Linked DNA regions of Anas platyrhynchos: region 1 is linked to region 2. Evidence: chromatin contacts called from public Hi-C data. All regions are on one chromosome and are shown on one strand. Each heading gives the region's core, a stretch centred on a gene start, on an enhancer-like site or on the middle of the called end of the contact. The rest is flanking DNA. Distances are from core to core; before and after follow the strand shown.

What was found. A called contact is a pair of places that touch in the nucleus more often than the background predicts.
Region 1: a contact with region 2 is called in a Hi-C map of liver, with 1.6 times the contacts expected there. The contact joins two enhancer-like sites. A contact is called at or near these places in 2 of 8 Hi-C or Micro-C datasets (liver and skeletal muscle).

Annotation. Positions count from the first base shown.
Region 1 is chr3:44,282,056-44,288,354 of IASCAAS_PekinDuck_T2T, forward strand. No RefSeq gene overlaps it. Among named protein-coding and RNA genes, the nearest start is that of TSNAX, 9.9 kb to the left of the region's middle. Within about 2 kb of position 2,611, at least 2 of the 8 cell types and tissues checked have an H3K27ac peak or open chromatin away from gene starts, as enhancers often do.
Region 2 is chr3:44,240,504-44,246,706 of IASCAAS_PekinDuck_T2T, forward strand. No RefSeq gene overlaps it. Among named protein-coding and RNA genes, the nearest start is that of DISC1, 11 kb to the left of the region's middle. Within about 2 kb of position 2,643, at least 2 of the 8 cell types and tissues checked have an H3K27ac peak or open chromatin away from gene starts, as enhancers often do.

The DNA of each region.
Region 1 (6,299 bases), core at 1,361-3,860, 42 kb after region 2:
AACCGCCCCGTTTTCCTTCAGCACAGTTCTGGCCTTGCAGCAGCTGGAGTGTCTCCAGAGCCTCTCTGAAGCCACCCCCTTGGCTCTCCCTGCTCCTTGGCTGCCGCTTTCTGCGGTCAGTGGAAGGAGTGGGCAGCTGCAGGGCATTCCCCCGCCCCGCTGAGAGCGGCCACTGCCGGGAAAGTAAAAGCACGCCTTTGCTTCGAGGAGCTGGGCTGAATTTTTTTATCTCTGGCTTGCTTGGATGTAAGCTCTGCTGGCGTGGAGGAGGCCCTGGGCCCTCTGTGGGCTTTGAGATCTTCACGGGGAGTGTTCACAAGGGACAGACCAAGAGCAAGGGGATGTGGGGCAGGGCTGTATTTTAAATTCTCTGTTGGCAGAGTGCAATCCTGGCCCGAGCCTGGGCCTCCTCAAAACACTCTGATACCCATAGACATGGTGACGGCACTCAGAGGTAAACCTGTTTCTGGGCAGAGGGGACACACAATGGTGCCAATAAATAGCTCAGAAGCCTATTTTTAGAGCAGAAGTCCGGCACGCAGGGAGAAAAGGTGCTATTTATCACACTCCTTTAGATGTTAGTCCTGATGTCCTAGTCTGGCTGACCTTTCGCTAGCATAAAACCTCCAAGGGCTATTTTCATCCCGGTGTTAATCAGCATAGCTTTGGGGTTGGCATCACAGGAGGTTCTTATCTCAGGGCACTGTCCCAGTACAACCTTCCTCCTGAATGCACCTCTGGGCTGGAGATGACAGGATCTCCTCTGCATGCTGACTTCTGCTGCGGCTCTACCCCAGAGGAATCCTGAGCTCAGCATTCAGGGTGTCCCTCGTCCCCTCTGTATCTTCCCTCTGCCTCTCTCTCTGCAGCTGGACTCGTCCCTGGAGCCTGCTCTTCTGCTGCGGTACAGAGGGAGGGAGGTGCCTGCAGAAAGCAACTTATCCCTCTTATTTAGACACCTGACATGAGGCGGGAGTAAGTCCATGCCCTTCTGCTTCTCAGGCACCGCATTTCACAAGCAGAAGCACTGCACGTTCCCCTCCTGCCTGTCGCTCTCAGCCATTACGTGCTAGGTAGGATGTTAGATAATGTACGTCCTCCCACGTGCTGGCAGCGCTCCTTCCCCAACTGGCATAAACAATGGCTTTCATCTCGCTGCACGAGATATTCAGCAGCGCTTCGGGTAAAGGATGCACGTTTTCATATCTGGCTGTGATCAATAAACAGTTCCTAGCTATTAGAGCATCTGCCTGCAACATCTAGGGGTTGAATTGTGTTGTGTAATGGCTGTTGAAATGGCTATCTTTTGTAATCAACAGCCTAAGAGTCTTTCTCAGGAAGATTTGCATTACCTGATCGGCAGCAACGTTAGTCCAAGCCAACTTGATGAAAGGGACAGTTAATCCCAAAGAGCCAAGCAATAGGAACGTGTCCTCTCTGTGGGGCATCATTCAGCTGCACGCACACAGCTGGGCAGAGCTGGTACAGCTGAAGCTGGTAGTTAGCCAGAGGGTTTTGGGTTTTCTTTTCTTTTGTTTTTACTAAGAAAAACATTCACAGTTGTTCCACCGGAAAAGAACAAGTAATCTGCCCACATGGAATAAATGCAGTTGTCCTTGTTTCCTCTGTGCTTACTTTCACCTTCTGCTAATGTGATTTGGGTGACAAGATTTTTCCAAACGCCAAATTAAACTAAACGGCAGTTTGGTGCAACAGATAAAGAAGGAAAATGAGTATCTGGCAGGCTTTTGACAAATGACTAATGCGTGCATAGGGCAGATTCCGAAACACATAACCCTTGCAGTGTTGTAGAAAAGCAGGCGAAGGAGCTTAACCCATGCACACAGGTCGAGTCCTGCAGCAGCGGGGGCTCTGCGCTTCACTTCCTCCTCTGGCTGACTTTTGGCACTCCAAGGAGAAAAGGTCAGGGCTGGGGCTGGCTCACGCCACTCATGGGAAAACACAAATGGCTGAGGGGAAGCAGGGAGCTGGAAGAAGACCTTGGCACATCAGGGATGCTGTCCCACCACCATCAGAGGAGGGGTGGGAGCAGGGACAGCAGCTGGTACCCTCCCATCTCAGCCTCTCTCTTGCAGCACTGCTACCCAGCCTGCTTCCCAAGCCCTGGTGAAGCTACAATCTGTAGCAAAGCCATCATCGTTTTTCAGCTGCTTCCTTCACCGACGGTGAGAGCCAAACTTGACTCGTGGTAACACTCCCCATGCCTTGGCACCTCGGTGCCCAGAAGAAGCTCCATTCTTTCTCATGAAACGAAGACGGCGTTTTCATTTTTCCACCAGGCTTAGCAAACCCACAGCACAGCAGAGCAGACCCACAGCAGAGCAGACCACCCACAGCTAAGATACGACCCACAAAGGGGGCATTGGTGGGGCTGAGCACAGAGCCGGGCACCCACCGTGCAACCAGCCTGTCCACTGGCAGGTCACCTTGCACACCCCTCGCGAGGCCACCTGAGCACTTGTGGAAACCAAAGCACGGGGCTGGGAACTTGTGTAGCTGAGAGGGATTAGAGCTGCTGTGCCCTACGTGCTGTAAGTTTCCACTGCTTACGTGCTCGGAGGGAGCGAGTTCCTCCTGCCGAGCATGTGACTGTCTAAGTCCTGAGCTGCTCAGTGCCTAGCCCACACCTCAGCCCCATTTGGATCCACACACACTGCGCAATACCTTCACAGATATATTTATCAGGCTAAAAAAAGTTCCGTTTAGCTGTTTTATTGGCTGGAAGGCCCAGCTGCACTATCTCGGAGGAGAAAAGAGGCCACCTGGAGCTGCAAAATAATACTGAGGGTAGCGCGCTCGTGGGAGGCTGGGTACTGGGTAGAGTGGCAGAATTCCTACAGTTCATAAATGACTCATTTTCATCCTGCAACCCCTCCCCCAGCTGTGCAAGAAAGAAAAAAAAAAAAAGTTCTACCTTTTACATATTTCCCAGAATACGCGATTTTACTCGACGCGCATTTTACACTCCTGTTTTGAAAGGGATTCCAGCCTAGTGGGACAAACTCATTCTTGGAATAACTTTCAATGAAATCAGGAGTTACAACTGCACTGGCTTTGGCACAACAAGTCCTCAGGATATCGGTGGCTGCTGCAGTCATGTTTTTGTAGGCAGTCTGGATCTACTAGTTTTCCTAGTATAATAATTGCAGTAAGAACTGCGATGTTTTGTAACCAAACTAGTTTATACTGGCAAAAGCCCGGCTTGGGATGATAGAGGTGACTTACGTTGTTAAATTTCTTTCAGTTCTTATTTGGGAGTTGCTGTTCTATTATAAAATGTCCTTACGCTGGCTGCACGATAGGTGGGGATGACCACTTCTGCGTTGTCACAACCGTACCATTTTCTACCACAAGCAAGATAAAACATCTGAACGATTGCTATATTTTGTACAACACATGTTTTGGGGAAAAAAATAAACAACTATCTTAAAAAAAAACAGAATAGATTGACACCCTAGGTTAGCCTGCAAGGCAAATTCTGCGTGATGTCAATAAAACATTAGGCACAAAAAGTCCCAGATATTTTTTCACTATTTCTACCAGGCTTGGAATCTTTATTTCATAAGCTCCGTGTGCAGCCAGCTGCATGAAGCCAGAGCCCATGTATTTTTATTTTAATTTCTGAGATCTGAGCTAATCTTGTTAACAGCATGCAGAGAAATTGCGTGATGTTCTGTCGGTGATGCTGCTTGGTATCACACCCGTTTAGCACTGCATCACCACTGCAGTATTTATTGTTATAGCACTGTCACTGTTGGCGCTGCCTGGCCAGCCCAAGGGGCAATGCCAATGCCAGTTTGGCTGTGGACAGCCTAAAGAAGTTTTGGAAAGAGGATGCTCACTGTGAGCACCTCAGTGTGCCAGAGAGCATGGAGTTGCAGGGATAAAAGCAAAGAAGGCACAGGGGTTCGTGTCAATGCCTCCTTGAAGGTGAGACTTCACCTTGCGTTGTGCCAGTGAGAGAATGGAGCTGGGCTCTGAAGGCTTGGGGAAGCAGAGGCAAGCAGTTGTGTTTGATGGTTTAAGATTAGGGGAAACCCAATCTGTGCTTGCTGAGAGCAGTATTTCTATACGTACAGCATGTACCTTATAAGAAATACAGATCGGTGCTGTACTGTTGCTTAAAATAAGCCCCAAGATAAGTCGCACAGCATCACAGCAGATACAGGAGTGCTGCAGGAGGAGGAGGGGTCTCTGCAGGCACCGGGCAGGTGCTGTCAGGGAAGAAGGGCTCGGAGCTACCTGAACGTGCAGATTGCTTTGAGTAGCCAGTGATGGATTACAGCAGTGAGAATCAGGTCATTTGGCCCCGAGCCTCCCCCGGCCGACCTGCTTCCTGAGGCGACTTGCAGCTCGCAGCAATTAGGCCGCAGGCTGGAGGAGTTTAATGAGGGCTGGCAGGCTCTTCTGGCACCCTGCGGCCGCCTTTCTCCTGGGAGTGGTGTGCGCATCCTCCACGGGACAGCCACAGGACATGGGACAGGGGAAGGTGGTGCTGGTGACAAACAGCCCCTGTCAGCAATTCAGTGGCCAGCAGCTCCTTCACATCATCCCCAAGGGCCATGCTCCTTCCTGCAGCAACCTGCAGGGCAGCCAAACCACCCCACCTGCTCTGGGCGTGCAAAAATCAACCTGCTTGCACACGTTCATCACAGCGTGCATGGGGTGGGAGCTTCTGCTGAGATCAGGGTGTCGGGGGAAGGAGCAGCCCTGGGAGAAAATGTCAAGGAAGAGGCACGTGTGTGCCTCTCAAGGATGCTGCAGCAACCAAGGTATGAGACGAGGAGAGCATAACACAGGTTGGCTTGTGGAGCTAGCCAGGAAAAAAAGACCGTGTCTTGTAGATGCTGTCCGAAAATAGTCTGCCAGACTAAAAATAGCATGGATGTCAAGGCTTAAAAAGGGATCAGGGCGCAGGCCTCTGAAGAATGAGAAAGTCATGAGTTAGAGAAAATCAGCCTGAACTTCGCAGCTCATAAAAGAGAAGTGAGTGAATTACACTGAATCCTACTGCCTCATCACAATCTCCAGGAACCTGAGCCAAAACAAGCACAGCTTTATTTACTGTTTGTTTTTTTTTTCATTTTTCCTGGGATGTGCGAACTGAAGGCTCTGTATGCCAGACCTTCTCATGTACAAACTGTGCTTCCTGCTCACACAGGCCTCTTCTGCCAGCACGTCGAGCACCTGCTTTCACGGCTACCTCAAAAAACCACCCGTAGGACTGAAAAGGGGAGAAGTGAGCAGCCAGCTGTGCCCGGAGGAGCAGGCTGTGTGTGGATCCCACTGCTTTCTGCAGGTCACACACCCGCCTCAGGTTCATGGGGCTTTGCAAAGCGTTTCGTGTGCCACTTTCTCCTGTCAGTGGGTTTGGATGCCCAGCAAGTGAGGTGAGCAGCAAGAAAACGGCTGGTGCCATCCTCTTGAATGAGATGTGAGCAGCTGGTGGCATGGCTTGGTACCACCAGAAGTGTGGCTAGCTGCTGGGGGACATTCGGGACCCCAGTTGTAGACTCAGGACCCGTAGTTCAGCATAAATCCTGCTCAGGTGCTCTAATCTTTCATCTGATTTAACCCTGCATCCCTGCTCAGGGGTATTAAGGGTTTAATTTGTCATTTGCAACGGGACCCAGAGAGGTGAAGAGCTTAAGGTGAAAGGACAAGGTAAGCAGAGGAGCTGCAACAGAGGCTGCTCCTTGTCCCTTCTGGTGGACGGCACAGCCCTGTATTGGTGCTGAGCATCAATACAAGCACAGGACATGAGCTGGCTCAGCATGGAGGATGCAGTGCTTGGCCCTTGGAGATGCCTCAGAGACACAGGGCAGCTGCAGGAGGAGCAGGCAGGCTGCTGGGGCAGCTGCAGCACCTCCTGGGGCTGTGGGCAATGCCACACCGCCCGCTGCACAATGCCAGGGTCATGGTCCCTCCTTGCTGGAACAAAATTTGGCAGGGCAGGGTGCAGGTGGTCCTGGCGATGCACAGCGTGCACTCTTCTGCCTCAGCAAGGGCTAGGGAGTGGTGGTGCTGAGCGACCTCCTTGCACCCGCCACTTTCATGCACGTGGTTTCTAGCAGCTAGGAAGGAAGGAGTTGTTTCGATGCTGCTTTAAATGCTGGGATGTTGACTGCCGGGCGTTGGCAATGGAAAGGAGAAATCCTCTCCTCACTCACGTAGTAGTGTCCTGCGGTACGGACTGGTTTGGGTTTGAGTTAATGAGAGCAAACATCTGAATTGGTAGGTTCTCGCCTCTTCCTTCCTTCTCGAGCACTCTCAAACCA
Region 2 (6,203 bases), core at 1,393-3,892:
AAGTAAACCATGCAGTGAACTAATCTAAACCAAACCCTTAGAAGGGATTCATTTCCATTCAGGAAATACACAACACCTTTAAATGGATCGCTTTCCATGGGAGTGAATTATTATTCCAATTATTTGGCCAGCTTTATAACTTGCCGGTGGCTCAGTGCCAGCATTTGGCTTAACAGGCTAATAAAAAAATTGATTACCAAAGCCACCAGGGCAGCTGCACACGGGATGGCAGAGGGGGAGAGCTGTGCATCCATGCCAGAACAGCCCCCTTGGTCAGATGTGAGGCCACATGTCACATCATTTCCTGCGGTCAGTAATAAAATTAACCAAAAATACTCCTGAGAGCTATCTATCTGCACCAAGGAACATGGGAATGTGGACTCAGACTTCCCCCCACCAGTGACTTGCAGAGAAGGGATAAGGGTCCCACCGAGCCATGCCTGCCCTGGGGACAAGGGACCTCATCCCATGCCCCCAGGCAGTCCCTCTCATATTTAAATGAGATGGGAGGGCAGAGATGCACAGGGAGGGAAGGGTATGGGACTTTGACAGATTTTTGCATTGCTGGGTCAGCTGGTAACAAAAGCTGTGACCCAGACTCAGGGTGAAACCCTTGGAAAGACACTGGCAACGTCTCATAGGCAGGTAGTGGGACCAGATTCCTACCCACAGAAGAAACCTTTACCACAGAGCAGCTTGTCTGCAACCTCGGGATAGAGCAGGGTGCCTGCACAGATACTCTGTGATGGTTGTTAGAGTGTCTCATGTATTTTCTCGGTCACAGTGAACAGAAAAAGTCTCTCTGGGAATGGATGTCTGGATGGAAATAAGGCTGTATTTGGAGTTCACCGTTCCTGAGAGATTTGCCACAGAAAAGACTAAACTTGGCTCCATTTAAGATGTGGAAGCCAGCCCCTGGGAGACCTTCTCCTGGTGGAAAGCTACTGAAGCTGTGCAGATGCCTGCTTTTAAAGCGGTTGGGTAAGAATCAAAGTTGTGCTTCCCTTTTCACTCTTATTTCCCTATTCCTTACATTAGGCCTATTTTTAGAGCGAAAACGGAACAGGGCTGAAAATGCTCATCTGAATTTGGTCCTGATCATAGGACCAAATGCCTTATCCGTAGCACAGAGACAAGGCTTTGGGGTGGGGGAAAGTTGCTACAAGGTGCTGACAGCAAGTCTGCTGCTCTTCTGCAGGTGCAAACTCCTAATACATCTGTGTTACCATCAGTCTGTGTCAGGAGAGCAGAGACTTTGTGAGTTCCTTCAACACCTTTAGAGGCTGAAGCACCTTCTGGAGGGAGGTTCCTGTCCATCCCCAAGGACCATAGATGGAGCCAAGGAAGATAATGTTCCTCAGCCAAGAACCTCTGGGTTGTGCAAATGGCCATGCAAACGGAGCTGCTGTGGTTGAGCCCTTGGGAAATTGTCTGCAAGGGAAAATGTGGTGAGTGGTTGGGCAGTAAGAGGGAAAAGTGAGAGAAACAGGGAAGTCAAAAGAGGAAAAAGGGGAGAAATGGAACAAAACGAAGATGAGTGGTAAGAGCAAAAGCAGCTGCAGAACGGAAACAGCTGTGAGAGAAAGTGTCTGAGAGAGGAGGTCAAGCAAGGGCAAGTCAAAAGCAGGAAAAAAAAAAAAAAAGGCAGAAACAAGTAAGAAACCTGGGCCTCACCCCAAAACTCTCTCAGAGGAACAGTGGCTGCCCATGGCCACTGTAGTCCCCGGCTCATCCATCCTGGGGCTGGAGGGAGCTCTCTGTGAAGGATGCAGCAGCTCACCCCATTCAGGCAACTCCTGCTGTTCTCATTCCCAGCACGAATTTAGCCCTTGGGAGCCAGTGAAATAACCTCTCCACCATTACAGCATCTTTTGATGGACACAGGGCAAGGTTTCTGATGTGTGGTACCAGCGGTACACCATGGTTTTATGGTTTTGTTCTCTTTAAGATATGAAAAATGTTGGCAAATTATTGAGGGCGTTTTCCTTGCTCTGCTGCCAAAATTATCACAGCGTGACCAAGGCAAGGTAAGCACAGGGAAGCCTCCAAACACACTCTGTGGGTGCAGGGAATCTTTGGAAAACACTTTTACTTCAATTGCTGAAGCGTCCTTCGTATCTACGAGGTAGTTGGAAAGTTACACGAGTGTGTATGTTACGGGAAGTGATTAAAAATCACTTACTACTTCATAACAGTAAATATGCTGTTAACTGACAAAGCTGAATATGGTTAGCAGAAAGGAGTGTGGGAGACATTAGCCGGCATAATCACTTTAATAGAGCCTATTACCTTTAATGGGGCTTTTGCGAGTACGCGCACGCATGCAGACACACAGACAAAGAAGATACACGGGTGGAAATAAAAGTCTACCAGAGCCAAGCCACAGCCTAACTGTTACAGACCATTGACAACAGTGGTGTGCGTGCAAGCCTAGTTGTAAAGTCCTGTAAACACAGTGAAATGCACTTTCTCTCTAACACTTTCTGACCACTGATGCCACGAGGAAGCACTGCCTGAAGGGTGAGGCAGCACATGTGCGATGCAAACAGCCGCCCTGCGAGCGCGTGGCGCTGCAGTGTAACATGCCACAGAATCAGAGGAAATTCTCACAATTGCCTATTTCCCTGCGCTGCGTTAAGCGATTGGGTGAGCGCAAACCACAGCTGAATTGCAAGAGTGAGTCATGGAGTTCAAAACAAGAGCATCCACTAATTGTTCCGTGGAAGAGGCTCAGAGAAGTATAAAGAAGGATTTTGTGGGGTATTCTTTTGCTCACTGTGAGCTTTGTATCCCCTTGCTGGCTGTTCTGATCTGGGAGTTTATGATTCATAGCACAGGGAGGCACATGGGAGGGTGGTGAGGCACTGGCACAGGCTGCCCAGAGGAGCTGTGGATGCCCCATCCCTGGAGGTGCTCAAGGCCAGGCTGGATGGGGCTTTGGGCAACCTGGTCTGGTGGGAGGTGTCAATGCCCACGGCAGGGGGCTGGAACCAGGTGATCTGTAAGGTCCCTTCCCACCCAAACCATTCTGTGATCCCATTATTCACTGTTCTAGGGTACAGCATCCCTCATGGACAGGGTTTTGTGGTGTCAGCCTAGAACAACTTTGAAGCAGTCTGGAAGGAGCTCGGATACCACCTGATGGCAAACCAGGAGGACAAATAGGCTTACTCCTCACGCAGATTCCTGGCCTGCAATTGGTGTCCTGTAGGCAGCCTTCAACTTTCCTCTGAAGCATGGAGTCTCCCCTTGTTCTTACCACTGGCTTTCTGCTTGAGGTTTCATAATATTCTCTGCCTAAAACAGGAAAGGATCAGAGCTGACCTGCTGCACTGGGATTTTCTGAGCAAAGGCTTATTTAGTATCTCAGTAGGCTTCCCTGCAAATCAAGGAGAGCCAAGGTGCAGTTATCATTGGACTGGAGTCCCGTGCTGTTCACATTTCAGTCCCAACCTGGAGTCAAAAACATCAACAAAGAAAGCAGATGAATCACTAATGCCAAATGGGATTTGCACGTTGGTACAGAAAAGACCTGTGAAGGCAGATTCACTTGGCAGAAGCTCAGGCAGCTGGTTCAGAGGCAGATAGGAGGCACTTTATGCAGAGACAGGGTTTTCTTCCCATTGAGATAGTACGGGGCACAAAAGGTTTAATGACCAAGGACTAACCTCACCCTAGCTCCTTCTTGAATGAAGAAAAGAGTGGCTGCTCCTGAACTTGTTCTCCTCACAGGTCTCATCTGGGAAAAAGGTTCTCTGGTGTTGGCAGGAGGTGACCTCAGTTACACTTTTTTTCAAACCATCGGAATTGTTATAAAAAATGAAAACTTTTTTTTTTTTCCATTTCCAGAAATGTGAAAAAATTAGCAGGCTGGGAAGGTGAACGAAAATCAGAGAACCTTGTCTAAAAAACGGAAATTTCCCATGTTTTGCATTTGGATTCAGTCCAAAATCCATTTACATTAAGAGTACTTGTCAAATTCTTGTCAGAAAGGTAAGAGTTAGTAAAGAGATTTGCCAGGAGCCCAACTTGCTGGAAAATTTTCCTGTTTGGGGACAATTTACCAGAATAGTAACACTTACGGTCTTAGATTTAAAACAACAGCTTGGTCTCAGCTGTCTAAAAAAGCCTTGTTGTATTACTGCCAAGTCATTAGCTTACAAAGCTCCAGGCCCTGTCTACACACCAGCCTGCCACCAGTTTAACTGAAATCACTATTTAATCCATTTAGAGCAATCAGTGCAACCCTTTTTTGGTAACCAAATTAACCTAAATCAATACAAGCCTGTTGCAAACAGAGACAAACAATTTAAGGACATTGACATCAAAATCTGCGTTGACTCAAGCGGTGCAAGTTTTGTGGGGAGAGGAAATCTCGGGTAAAGCCTGGGAGATGCTGGGATGGTCCCACTCGTGCTATAGAGCTGTGCCTAAATCACTTTGTGTTGGGGTGTCCTGGGCACAGTCCTGGTTGCTATCACTGTGTTTCCCTTTTAATTCCTAACATTTGGCTGTCTTTTTTCCTTGCTGACAAGCACTGAGTTGATATTTCCATGAAAGCAATCCCAGCATGTTGGTGTTGAAAGGGGGACACCAAGGCTATTTTTCCCTGCGAGTACCATGTCACATCTACCTACGCTCAGCCTGGTTCCTCTCCTGCCTGCAGCCTCGTAATCCACTTCTCCATTTTTTCAGTCATCTGTTGTCTTTACTATGGTGGGTAGTTAACAAACTGCCATTAACAAACTCACCCACCTCACCGCTCACCTCCTGTCCCACACCTTTATGGACAGGCTCAGTGTGAGCGCACCTAGCAGGGGGAAGTGCTCAGGAAATAATCCCAAATCACAAATATGTCCCTGTGCCCCAGCTCTTCTGTTTCCAGGTGCTGCATCAGCAAACCCTGGTGGTCACACTCTACAGCAAAACGCAATTCCCAAAAGCAGAGGAGGCGAGCATCAGCAATGAGGCAGGGCCTCCCACGAGCCAGGCACAGTCTGCTGAGGTGCAGACACCTCTCATAGCTGCCTGTCTTGGGGTTTTCCTCATGCCCAGTGGCAGCATCAGGTTCAGAGCAGAGATCCTGATGACTTCGGGGAGAGCTTTGAGCTGAGGCAGAGCTACGGGATGTAGCTGCTGAGTTTCCTACCAGAGCCAAGGATTTCAAAATGTTTTTACAGAGGACACCAGCTGGAATTTCACTTGACTTTATCCAAAAGACTCAGAGGACTCCAGCTCTCTCCTTCCTTTACACATGGTGTGAGTTTTCATCCTATAAATTCAGAGGCTCATACAAGATCTCAGCCTTTGTTAAGCTGTGGTGGAAAAAGACGGAAATCCCTCTGAAACCTGTGATCTTCCAAAGGCAAAGGAACTGCTCTAAAACAAACTAGCATCTCCTTCCTCCTGTGGCTGTAATCCAGAAAGCAGTTTACATGAATGGGGTATCTGGCCCCCAGCTAAGCTTAGCCAAAGATGCTCAGATATGACTGTGACAATATAACATAAAACAGGGACAATTTGGCATTGCAGAGAGTGCCTGGACAGCAATAGCTGGCTGCAGCCACGTGCCCAGGTGCATCAGTCTTGCCCAGTGCAAATAACGACTTGGGTTGTGTTATCCTGTTTCAAAGCCCACTGTGGTGTCTCATGATGTCCCCCACTATGGTGTGTGCCGGGTCTCTCCTGGTGGCCAGGGACATCCCTGAGGAGCACAGGGCAAGATATAGCTGCTGGGCCATGCCAGGACGTTGAGGAGCTCCCACTCACCTGTACCATCAGCAGGCAGAGACCCAGGGCTGGAGCAACCAGCCCCAGCCCCGTTCATCCACAGGGTGCAGCACAGCTCCTGCTTCCATGCTACAGACACCGAGTCTCGTGGTTGTGAAGCCACTTGTGTTACCCAAGGGGTTTCTGTGGCAAACACGGTCACCGTAGGCAAGTAAACAGCTGCATTCACACATGCAGAAGCGTTTGATTTTGTACCAGAAGTTCAGCAGCTAAAAGAGACTTGCATTTTGTTATATGGGTAGCGTGATTATAATACATATTAAGGAATTAGGACTCGAGTTTATGAATCCTTATTAGCACCGGTACTCCTTAATGTACTACTTCAAATAAAAGTATTGTATAATTCACAAGTCTGCAAGTACCTGTCTAGTCAAACTTTCTCATGGATTTCCATTAATACCATACACACATGC